2 separate regions of the Mus musculus genome follow, and region 1 is linked to region 2. Evidence: chromatin contacts called from public Hi-C data. All regions are on one chromosome and are shown on one strand. Each heading gives the region's core, a stretch centred on a gene start, on an enhancer-like site or on the middle of the called end of the contact. The rest is flanking DNA. Distances are from core to core; before and after follow the strand shown.

Region 1 (6,136 bases), core at 3,474-5,973, 180 kb before region 2:
TAAATCAATTGTGAAGTATAGAAATTGTTCAGATTTGAAATTCTGCTTTCCACTGTAAGGAAAATAGCTGGCTGGAAACCAGTATTGTCTTTATTGTCTATAAACAAACCACTCAGGCCAGGGAGACTATCTAAAGCACATTTTACTTTGTGGGAAATGAGGGAGAGAACTGCAGAAACCCAGTTTGCCTCTTCACTTCAGGGATTTAGGAGGTCTTGTCTTAGTACCAAAAATTTCCACTTGAGCCTTTGATCACATAGTTTAAGCCAAGACTATTTATTCACTAGGCTTGTGGACATCATACTGTTCTTACAGATTCACATTTTGGATGCCAAATTAGGAACTGAAATGAGTGTGTCTGTCGGAATCAGGATGAATAAAGTCTGAAGTTTGGGTGACCTGAGGATACAAAGGCTCAGAGGGATGTCAAGAGCACCTGCTAGTTATTTTATTTTATTTTATGTTTCAGAGATGCCTTAGCAATGAAGGAAGAAAGTAAACATGAGAGGGACAATAAGCGGGGTGGGGTGGGGGTGTCTGCATCATCCTTTGAAAGTGGTTCACAGGATCCACCCACTGGGAAGCTCAGGATGGTTGCGCCAGTTCCTTCTGAGGCCACTCCCGCCACTGCACATAAAAGACACCTGAGGCAAAGAAAGATAATGAAGAAGAGGGGACCGACCGCAGGTCCAGACATTTCCATCCTTTTCTACAGTGTCTTCATTAACACCAGGTGCTGAAGGTAGAAGCCAAATTAATTTTGATTAGCTTTTCAGTGTCCTGCAGACACTTTGTCATCAACACAGCCCAGGGTGACAGTAGGTAAGTACGGGGAGGGTCTGCCTGCTGGCCTAAGAGATTTAAACTGTTAATACTCACGATCGAGAGGAACATCCAGCGCGCTGATCATCTGGCACAGGAAGAGAATCAGGGGCACTCCGCCTGCAGATAAGTGCTTCTTCTTCGGCATTATTTTAAGCTGCATCAGCTGCACTCCTGCTGAGACCCACGCACGGAATTTCCTTTTCTTCTCTCACGGAAGATTGGTGTGCGGCGTTTAAATAATTTTTCATGCAGGGGACTGAAAAGGGATGGGAGAAGGAGAATAATTATAACGTATTAAAAGACGGAAATGAAGAGCAAAAATGTGCAGCTCAGAATAATCAGCCCTCTATTATACATGAATTCCAAAAGGGAAGCTGGGTTTTAAATATTTAACCCAGAGACTGGAATAATCATTTATTCATAAATCTAAAACCAGTTCGGAAATATTTGTGGTGATGTCAAGCAAAATCTGCCCCGTTTCCCATTATTATGATATTTTCGTTTTAAATATTTGTGTTCAAGCTCTTTGAAGGCAACCATATCTTTTGTAATAAGTCAGAAACCCTGACTTTGAGGCCAGTTGGAAAGTAAGCGCCCTGAGACTTCAGAGGGGAAGCCTAATGGCATCTTCATTCTGAAGATGCTCCCTGAGAGAGTTCTGGGCATGGTCACAGGTTCCCTTCAACTCCTACACACCGATAGAGCAGATGAACACTGACAATTCAGAGTCTTTCTTACACTACAGTTTCAGAGCCAGCTGAGCTCTGGCTTCCAGGCTATCCCCTGCAGTCACTCTCCTCAAAGGGACTGATTAATTATTTTCTCAATGGTCTTCTATGGTGAGATACTGAGAGACCCCCACATTAGTTTATTCTATCCTTTACCAGGTACTTAAAGCCCTCAGTGACCCGACTGATCTATTCCAGCATCTTCTGTCCACTTCCTTGTAACTATTTTCTGGATGACTTCTTTGTATTTTCCTTCTGTGAGTCCTTCAATATGCCTCAAAGGTGCCCATCTTCCTGTCTTATTGTATCCCATCCTTTTACCTGTAAAGCCGTATCCAATCTATTTGCTTATCAAAGTCCTGGTTGTTTTTCAGAAACCACTTATGTTCTTTTCAAGAAACGTCAGCAATCATTCAGACTAGAAAGCATTCCAACATTACCTCTGAATTTCTGAAATTTCTCATTGTATACATACTGTTTATGTATTATGGATGTATTATGGATGTATGGATGCATGCATGTTTTTTGTAACATGAACTCAGCACCTGGGAGGTTGACTTAGGGAGATGGTTGGGAATTCAAGGCCATCCTGAGCTAATAGTGAGTCCAAGTTCATCTTGGGCTACAAGCAAGATGTCGTCTCAAAGCCAACAAATAAAACCACAAACACATAAATAAGAGGGCTGGGTGGGTTGTGTTTCCCTCATCCCTCTGTCCTTCTGTCACCCTGCATAGGGAAACACCACACTGAAAGTCTGAACCCAGTCATAGAGACAGATGTCTGTCCCCCCTGAAGAGAGAGGTTTAATGTGTCTTGTCAGGAAGGAAAGGCACCTGGGAGCAATGGCTCTCTCCTGTGGGCGAAGGGAAATATCAGTATTATCACCTACAGTAGCTTCTGCAGGCTTAAGTATATGTGCAGCTTTTATTACTTAAGTAGTCATGTATTTTCACCAAATCCATCTTTCCCACCAAGCTGTGCTTTTGCAGGCATAGTACCCTACTCCTCCTGTATCTGTACCCTACTCCTCCTACTCCTCACTGTATCTCAGTAGCCTGCCTAGAGCCTGGAAGGAAGTAAATAAATATTTATAATAACAAAAACAATGAATGAATGAAAAAAGGAAAAAAGGGAGCCTTAATATCCTTGAAATGACTGTATTTAGGTAGCCTGGTCATAGTATAACCCGAGGTACATTTATACTATAACATGCAGTTTTCAGACCAGATCTAGTCATAAACAAATCAGTTGTAATAGCAGCTCAACACATGGGATAAAGCATGAACATATGAAAAAAAACAAAACAATGTGGATAATGGGTATCATGCTAGCAACAGAATTCTGATTTCAGTTTTGTCTTGATAGACTTCTTAAAAAACAGACAGACACACACAAAAACTATCTATCCTTAGGCATTTCGTTTATAATAAAGATTATTTTGTGACTCAAACATTCACACTACATTTAAGATCCAGAAAATTTGTCTTTTATTTCATTATAAACATTTATCTCTAAGAAGCATTGAGAGGCAGGTAGGGAATCTTGTTAAAGCATTTTTGTCTCATATTTAAAGCAACCCCCCTTTCTTAATGCACACAGCATATTTCTACCACATAGTCATATTTTCTTAGGTTGCTTCAGATCTGTTTGTTTGATTGCTAATTCTAATTCAACAAAAACTTCAGTGAAATTAAACATAGAAGGCACTAAAGCAAAAAGATCTTCCATACAACACATGCTGAGGTAAAAGAGCCAAGTTAAACTCTGGAACACACACTAACTACATGCCAGCCTGATTCAGGAACCATGCGTGTAATTAATTAATTAATTAATTAATTAATTGCACTTATAAGATTTAAGTACTCAGCCCTCAAAACAGGTACTAGAAAACTCAAATAGTTCCCCAGATCTATACTATATACTATAATGCCTGTAGGATCTTAAATAGCTAATACAATTTCTGAGTTCTTCACTTGTCACATATTCTGCATGATGTATTAAGTGTTTATTCTCCCCAAACAGAAAAAAAAAAAAACAATGAAACAACCTTCATATAAAATAAACTATTGTTCAACTATCTTTATCCTTCCAAAATATGCATAGAATTAATGAATTTCATATAAAATCAGTGCACACTATGAAAAAAAAAAAAACCCAAGTTTTAAAACAAAAAACCAAGAAAGTACTTACTTAAAGAAGCACGAACAAATAAAATCTTCACACTATTGGGAGGTTACAAACTAAAATACTGGACAGCATGATCTTTCCTCAAAGGTTGAAAGTTGATTGCACCATTAGCCACATGATCATCTCCAGTGCATACTCTCTTAGGGCAAGACTAAGCATCCCTGAGTCCTACTAGAGAAATCACCCGTTTCTTCTACATTGAGCTCAACGGTGAAGTGCCAAGCACTCAAGGACAGCAGTACATCTCCAGCACTCAATCAAACTAAAAGTCAAATAGAGCTACAGAAAACCGAGCCTTCCCTCAGTAAAAGGAATGTGTTCCTTGCCTCCTCATTACTCCTGTGGTACCCCCTCCCCAGGAGCCACATGCCTGGCACCTTCACCTTAGAAGATTACAGTTGTTCAACAGTCAGTAAGGACCACAGACCAAAACAAAAGTCTTCACGGACTTAGATCAAAAGGAATAAAATCCCAGTGTGAAGTAATGCACCAGTCACACACACACACACACACACACACACACACACACACACACAGAGCAGCTTGAAATTTTCAAAAAGTATTTACTATTAAACACTGTAAAGCCTGCTTGAAAGAGATCATTATAGTCTCTAATAACTCTTCTTGATATTTAAAATCAATCACCTATGCTGTTAAAATGATCAACTATATATTTTTATAGTTGATAAAGAGAAATCTAAGGTTTTGACAAAGGATTCATGCACCCCCCCCCTCCTAAAAAAAGTAGTTATCCTGTGGCTTACTTAAGAAGTCTCGGTTTTTTTCAAAGGAAAACAAATCCTTGTTTTCCTCTCAAATGAAAGCTGAAGTTATTTTAACTGTTAGGTCGCCTCTCCATCAGGACAGCAAGGCCGTTTTCTTCTGAGCTGTTTGAATTTTTCTGTACCCAGCGTGGGGGTGGGGAGATCAGGACTGAGTGCACAGCTGATCTCCATTCTCACCCCATGACACACGAGTCACCCATCAGCAGCTGGCCTTTCTGACTGCACAACCACTGGATGTGGCATTATCCTGACTGTTTTTCAGAGTCCAACTCAGGGACAGTCACTTGTTACGTTGTAAATATTTTTATCTGTAAGGAATAACCACATGAAAGCCACCCCTACCTACTACTGTGCTTTTCAGCCACAGATCTGTGTCTGAGGCCACGGAGGGATTACAGCTAAATCCTCCACGAAGTCACACTTACATCAGAGCAACCTCAGGTCACACGGAGCTAAGTAAAGCCTATCTGAGGGTGGACCACAAAGACCTCAAGGATCTTTACAGGCAGCAAGGCAAGCGGTGTGAGGTTTTAAAGTGGATATTTCTAATTTCCCTCATGTCAAAGGAATCTCACCGCAGGACTCTTACAAAGAGTCGGTAACTAAGATGAAACAGTATCTTAGGGAAGATAAACAATAACAGATGTCTATTGTTTGTGTTGCTGTGAAAAAACACCATAACCAAAAAGCAACTTAGGGAGGAAAGGGCTTATTTGGCTTCCACTTCCACATTGCTGTTCATCATCAGAGCAAGTCACAGGAACTCAAACAGGACAGAAACGTTGGAGGCAGGAGCTGATGCAGAGGCCATGGAACAGTGCTGCTTACTGGCTTGCTTCCCATGGCTTGCTCCCCCTGCTTTCTGATAAAACCCAGGATACCACCTGCCTAGTGATGGCACCACTCACCCCCATTAATAATTAATAAATTAATTAATTAATAAAATACCTTACAGCTGGGTCTTATGTAGACATTTTCTCAATTAAGATCCTGTCCATTCAGAAAACTCTAGTTTGTGTGTAAGTTGACATAAGACTAGCCAGCACAACAGGTGATAGTATATCCTAGTAAAAGCTCAAAATCCTTATTTCTTATAATGTAACTGACCATCTTATTTTGATACTATTTAAAGCAACAGAAAACAGAAAAGCAATATAAATATACCAATTCAACAGATGAGGGGAAAAAAATCCAAACCACAATGGCTACTGGTCTCATTTCCTGTCCGTTGCTGTGATAAAACACTCCGGCCAAATCACCTTGGGAAAGGATTTATTTGGTGTGTACTTCAAATTGCAATTAATCTTCAAGGGAAGTCAGGGCAGTCACCCATGTAGGAACCTGGGGACAGAAACCATGGATGAAAGGAGCTTGCTAGTGTGCTCTCTCCATCACTCCCTGGCTCATGCTCAGCTAGCTCTCTTGTATAATTGAGACTCACCTGCCTAGGGACGATACCACCCATTGTCAGGTAAGCCTTCCCACACTAAGCAGCAGTTAAGGTACTCCCTTACCTGCATGGCAATATATTTATCACATATGGACAACTGTGAATTTGAGACAGCCAGACATGATTCTAGTCTGTGTCAAATTGACAGCCTGGGAGAGCA
Region 2 (5,753 bases), core at 305-2,804:
GTTACCTTTGCACAAGGGTTTCACTTTCTGGTTTCTCTATCAGGGAGTGGCTCTCTTTTCAGCTCCCCTCACTGGATGAAAAGCTCTGCAGCAACATGGAGTCCCCACCTTACCAATTGTACACACCCTCTATCTTCTTTTCCCCCACAGTGAGGAACCTGGAGTTCTGGAGCTTTTTGTGGCATCCCAGGAACATCTTTGAAGTTTATTTACTCACAGTATCTCGTTTTCTGAACAACCGTCTACAACTAAGTACTTCATAATTTTGACCCCTTCTGAGAACTTTCAGTCTTTAAGGAACTTGGTATTTAAGGCAATTAAATCTAAAAATAAAATGAACAGGAACGCTCGGGCCATCACAATTGTGCTTCATGTGCTGTTTTGACACATTGATGCTATTCCCTGGGGGAGTGCTCAGCAAGGTCAGCTGGATGGTTCTCAGGCAGGTCTGCTTGCTGAAGAAACTACCTGTTACCATGGAAATAGATACAAAAGGACATGTCTATCTTGGAAAGAAGGGAGTAATTTGGAATTCTTTCAAGGGTTTTATGTTAAAAGAGATAGAAACTCTTCTGCGGGATGTTCTTTAGTGAAAATAAACAGCTTCCTTTCAGTACACACAGTATTTCACTATAGAAAATATGGACCACCTGCATATAAGCAAACTTTCTTTTCTTTTTTTTTTAGGAAGGGGTGAGTGGGGTGGGGTTCTCTGTATACCCCTAGCTGTCCTGGAACTCACTCTATAGACCAGGCTGGCTTCGAACTCAGAAATCCACCTGCCTCTACCTCCCAAGTGCTGGGATTAAAATTGTGTGCCACCACTGCCCAGCATAAGCAAACTTTCAAACCTATAATTTCACATATTTTTTTAAACTTTAGGTCATTTGCTCCCTTAAAGCCTATTTACTACAATAACTATATTAGTCGCTATAAAGAACAGGGTATCTGAAATAATTATTCAGATAGTCAAGAATGCAGATATGTCACTATAATGTGCTAAAATGAGACTACCTACATTTGCTTACATAGCATCTTGTGGATAATGGCTGATACAGTCTCTTACATACTTCCTTTGGGGTTTAGCTTATATTCCATAACTCACAACATACAGAAATGCCTTGTTCTAAACCTTAGTAGCTTGTAGGAACTGGGGCTAAACATACAACCTGTTAGTATTTCTGGAGAGATTCCATGGCTTATAAAGCTTATCACATTATCTGTCCCTTTTCAGAAAACAAACAAACAAAATCAAAATCAAAACAAAACAAGAAACACACAGCAACAACAAAAAGCAAGGGCCAGCTTCTGACACATTTGTTTGGTGAAGATGAAAAGAGACATCACAGAAGGTACTCCTATGGCAAATAACAAATGCGTCTGGGATTTATAACACCTTGGAACTGGTAGGCTTGCCTATGTTCCCCACCCACTTTTGTATCTGGCCGTAGAAGCGGCTGAAGTAGTATGACCACAGGATGTGATGTGCAGCTGTCATGCAGGGCAGGAAGCCCTGTGGGCCACAGGCAGCAGCTGCTGGGAGTCATCTGTTTCAGAAGTAATTGATACTGTGCCACTCCTTGATGGGGGATCTGTTGGTCACAGGTGTGTGACGCATGCATATTCATGACTGGCCCTGCTCCTAACTGTATGGTTGAGACAAGAGAGGGAGAAGGATTCAAACCACCCTTAGAATATGGCCAGAGCAGACAGAGGCAGCCACGACAGAGCTTATTTCCACTCTCCTCAGTAATAACCGGTTGTCCGTGGTAAATTATACAGGTTTGAAATTGAAAATAAAAAGTGGTCTAATTTGTAGGACTTTAAATTATGAGTTTACTATAACCAATGTGGACCAAAAATTCCAAAGAATATAATAGATCATAAAGCTAGCAAGTATGCAGGAGAAGACCCATATTTGTACGTTTGCAAATAAAGTTGGATCCCCAAATCTATAAACTCTGGGAGCAATCCTCACAATGTTCTTTCAAACCAAAATAATTAAATGCCAAAAAGTTTGCACCAAGACCATGTTTTTCAGATAAAAACTATTACCTATGTCTGTCTAGGCCCACAAGTACTCAATCACTTTGTACATTGCTGGTTTGCATATTAAAAGAAGGCTGTAAACAGGTGAGAAACTAATTTGTTTCTTTAAAAAATTTTTTTTTTCTTTTAAAAAGTTGTTCCTGATGGATTCTGGTCAACTCATAATAGCACCTCCCAACAGAATCATAAATAAACTCAATCTATAACAAGGATAAAATACTGTTACCAGAAGAAAATTTCAAATTAATGAATGATTGTGGTTGGTATGCTAAAATGAAATCACCAACTTTCACAAGCAAAACCACACAGGTATTGGGCGCTCTTTCCTAGAATTTCCCTCCCAAATATTTCTTTGTATTATTTAAAGCACTTTGGCCCATGTTTTTGATTGAGATGCTCATTAAGCACCATGCAAAGGACTATAGCCAGGGTTACTGCTCTAGAGGAGCCTAGTGCCTAAGAGAAGCAAGGCTGTTTTTAGAGGAAAGGAGGAACAGCCATTCACTCCCAACTGAGCATACATCACAAAAGGTCCTCTGAATTAGTTCCAGAATTTGCTTTATATTCAAACCAGTACTCAAGTCTATTCAAAGCACTCAGCAATCTGGCTTCTTTGAACAGTCAGTGTTGCTGCTTGCTTATTGTGAACTATGAAATTCAAAGTAGTGTTCACCCTGAAGTTGTCTGAGAGCTCATCCAAGCTGTGAGTTCCTCAGCATGAGAAAATATCAACAGCTTATCATTTCACGTATCAAAAGGAGCCTTCTAATTAGCAAGGAGCAGTAAGACGCCTGCAGAGGCTTCCACAAAAATGTACCCAGGTGATTACAATTTATACTTGATAAAAACCGCAAAGTTGGAGCTAAGTTGATCATTACCAAGAGTCCTCAGCCAGTTAAACTACCAACTGCATTCATTTGGCTGGTAATGAAAATAACCCTCTCCACACAAATACTATTACATACATGCCTGAATTCAAAGTATACTGATTTCTCTAAACAACAGGTTTATGCCTACATTGTAAATATCAGATCTATAGCTACATATCCATTTGGTACCCACACTCTCCAGATAAAGATGTAGATTTAGACAAAGGAACATAGAAGGAAGTTACATTGTCCCTCCTTTTTGTTTAGAAACAGGAGGACTCATTTCATTCTATGCTTGCTTTCTAGGGCTGCTGTTATCAAGACACCTCATATCCAAGGACTTAAACAATATAAACCTATTGTTTCATAGCTCTAGATGGTAGCATTTCAGGATTCAGGGTTGGTGGATAAGTTAGTTCCTCATGAGGATTTGGAAGAGTCTGCTGCATGTGTGTAGACCAGTTCTGGGTGGTTTGCTGGCAATCTTTAGTCTTCCTCAGCTTTTGGAACTCTGCCTTCATTATGACATGGCTTATTCTAATTTGCCTTTCTTTAAATTCCCCTTTTAAGTGAGGCCACTTGTAATACTGAACTGTAGCCAAGCCCAAGTACCCTCCTTAAATATAAAAATTCATCTATTCAAAAAGGTTATATTATAAGGTACTGGAGGATAGGACTTTAAAATACAAATTAGAGGATTGGGGACTAAACCATTTAACAAAGATGGTAGAGCATTGACCTAGTGTGAATGGAGTCCCTGAGTTCAATCCCCAACTCCACATACACAAACTAATAAAATATAAACCATCCCTTTAAGGGGATATGTGGAGCAAGTAGAATCATGTCACCAGACAAAAACTAGGAAGGTTGAATGGATTCAGAAACCCTGGTAATTTTCGTACCTGAGAATGGTGGGCATTTCATTTCTTCTTAACCTGGTTCCAGTCCTGGAGCACGTGATCATGACACCCCACATGGGGATGTGATAGCTTATAGTTCTCCATGCTAATGAGGTATCTAGATGGGCTGGCCCTTAGGTTTTAGCTAATAAGTTTCCCTTCCTGGACATTCCTTTCTACAAAAGGTATTTAATTTCTGGTCCACCCTGAGTAAGTTGTATGTAAACAGTTTGGACAAGCAAGGACTGTCTCTTTCATCAACAACCACGATGAGGGTTTCAGGAGGGGAGCTTTTGTTATACAGAGTCATGCTGACTGAGTCTTCCCGCATCCTCTCTGGCCCTTGGGCCCCTTCCGTTCCAGACTCTGTTCTGCCACCCGTGAGTGAGTGTCAGTCTTCTGAGAGCCCAGCACCACCCTGGTAGAGAGAATGGAAGGTAGCTTAGCGTTCACACATCCATCAGCAAAGTGGAATTTGGATCCATAGAGGTACAATTCAACCTGGCCTACATTCCCAATTCTAACACCCAGTGTCTATGTCAGGTCAACAACTATATTTTACAGCACAGATCACATCTTGGAGGAGGAGGAGGAGGAGGAGGAGGAGGAGGAGGAGGAGGAGGAGGAGGACGAGGAGGAAGAGGAAGAAGAAGAAGAAGAAGAAGAAGAAGAAGAAGAAGAAGAAGAAGAAGAAGAAGAAGAAGAAGAAGAAGACAGGGTAAACTCAGCATATCACAATGATACAAACCTACCTCCCACAACCTCACTGCATATTTTTATCAATTTTTTAATCTCTCAACATGGCAGCCCTGCATTGAAGCCAATTCCTATAACCCACTAATTAGATGGGAAAGGACCTGCAATAACTCAACTCATATATCAGAAAATGAAGCAAACTACATGTGAGAAGATGGAAGGGTCAAGCAAAGAGGGGACAGAGTCCAAATTTTAAATCTACAGCAGTTTTTCTTTTCCTTTTTGTCCAGTGTGCCTTGATTCCAGTTTCTGCAAATTCACCTGGTAAAAAACAATCTCAGAAAGTGCTTGACTCAGCATGCTGCCACACATACACCACAGAGGGAAAAGACACACGTGACAGCTTCAGAAATGGAGGGAAAGAAAAACCTTATGTAAATCCAAAATTTTCTTGGGTGAGCAGATAGTAAATTATAGTGGAAGTCCTTGGAGGGCGGGCGTCACAAAGACAGCATTTAAGATCAACTTAGAGTGATTTAAAAAAGAGCCCCATACTTCATTGAATCATTTCTCCTGCCAGCTCAAGTGCCTGATTTAGAAGCACAAAGCAACTCACAATCTGCAAAAACTATAAGCACACAATCACGAATGTTTGAGTTCCCATGGACTAGACCTCATCTGTCTTCAAACTAGGGCTAAGCACAGACTCACACCCCATTCTCCTCCTTCAACAGTCTGACATTTTGCTATATTCATGCATTCAGTTGTGCACCACAAAATATGGGCCTCTCACATACACACCTCTATGTGAAAAGAGAAAAGGCAGCTCAGGCTCCTACATGACAGAAGAAGGACCAAGTTTCCCCACTCAGGTACCCAGGGAATGCTAAGTGAGTTCTATTATGAGCAAGACCCAATGGGCCTGGATAACTACTTAGTTATCTTTTTCTCCTTGACAGATGTGACTTGGAATCTCAGTATCATGCAGTTGAGATATTTTTCTTAATTTCCACCTGTTTCCTTCTTTATTGACTTAACCTCATTTGATAAGGTTGCCCTGGGTGTGCCACACCCCTTCAGTAGACTGAATGGATTCATTCTCTCCTTAAGCACAGCTGAAAGCTGCCTTGAATTGAACTTTGATGTACTTTAGGAGCTGGGTCACATAATTCTGTGCAAAGGAAAGAACCCTACTGGAAATGAATAACAGTCCCAAGTAGGCTAGCTAGCTTCACAGCTA

The links. Hi-C and Micro-C count contacts between places; a contact is called where the count stands out from the background.
Region 1: a Hi-C map of myocytes shows a contact between it and region 2, with 4 times the contacts expected there. The contact joins two enhancer-like sites. A contact is called at or near these places in 5 of 484 Hi-C or Micro-C datasets (cerebral cortex, embryonic fibroblasts, muscle stem cells and 2 more), 9 of 115 datasets of contacts at active chromatin or transcription factors (PVALB interneurons, embryonic basal ganglia, embryonic forebrain and 6 more) and 2 of 9 other capture datasets (adipose tissue and embryonic stem cells).

What each region holds. Positions count from the first base shown.
Region 1 is chr12:44,527,403-44,533,538 of GRCm38.p6, reverse strand. Nrcam (neuronal cell adhesion molecule) reads right to left here. Exons shown (of 31, transcript NM_176930.4): 4 at 880-1,081. The coding sequence starts at 985. Among named protein-coding and RNA genes, the nearest start is that of Nrcam, 200 kb to the right of the region's middle. Within about 2 kb of position 4,723, at least 12 of the 459 cell types and tissues checked have an H3K27ac peak or open chromatin away from gene starts, as enhancers often do. A contact at or near this core is called in myocytes, where this site is marked.
Region 2 is chr12:44,340,107-44,345,859 of GRCm38.p6, reverse strand. The region is part of intron 1 of Nrcam (neuronal cell adhesion molecule); the gene reads right to left. Among named protein-coding and RNA genes, the nearest start is that of Nrcam, 14 kb to the right of the region's middle. Within about 2 kb of position 1,554, at least 21 of the 459 cell types and tissues checked have an H3K27ac peak or open chromatin away from gene starts, as enhancers often do. A contact at or near this core is called in myocytes, where this site is marked.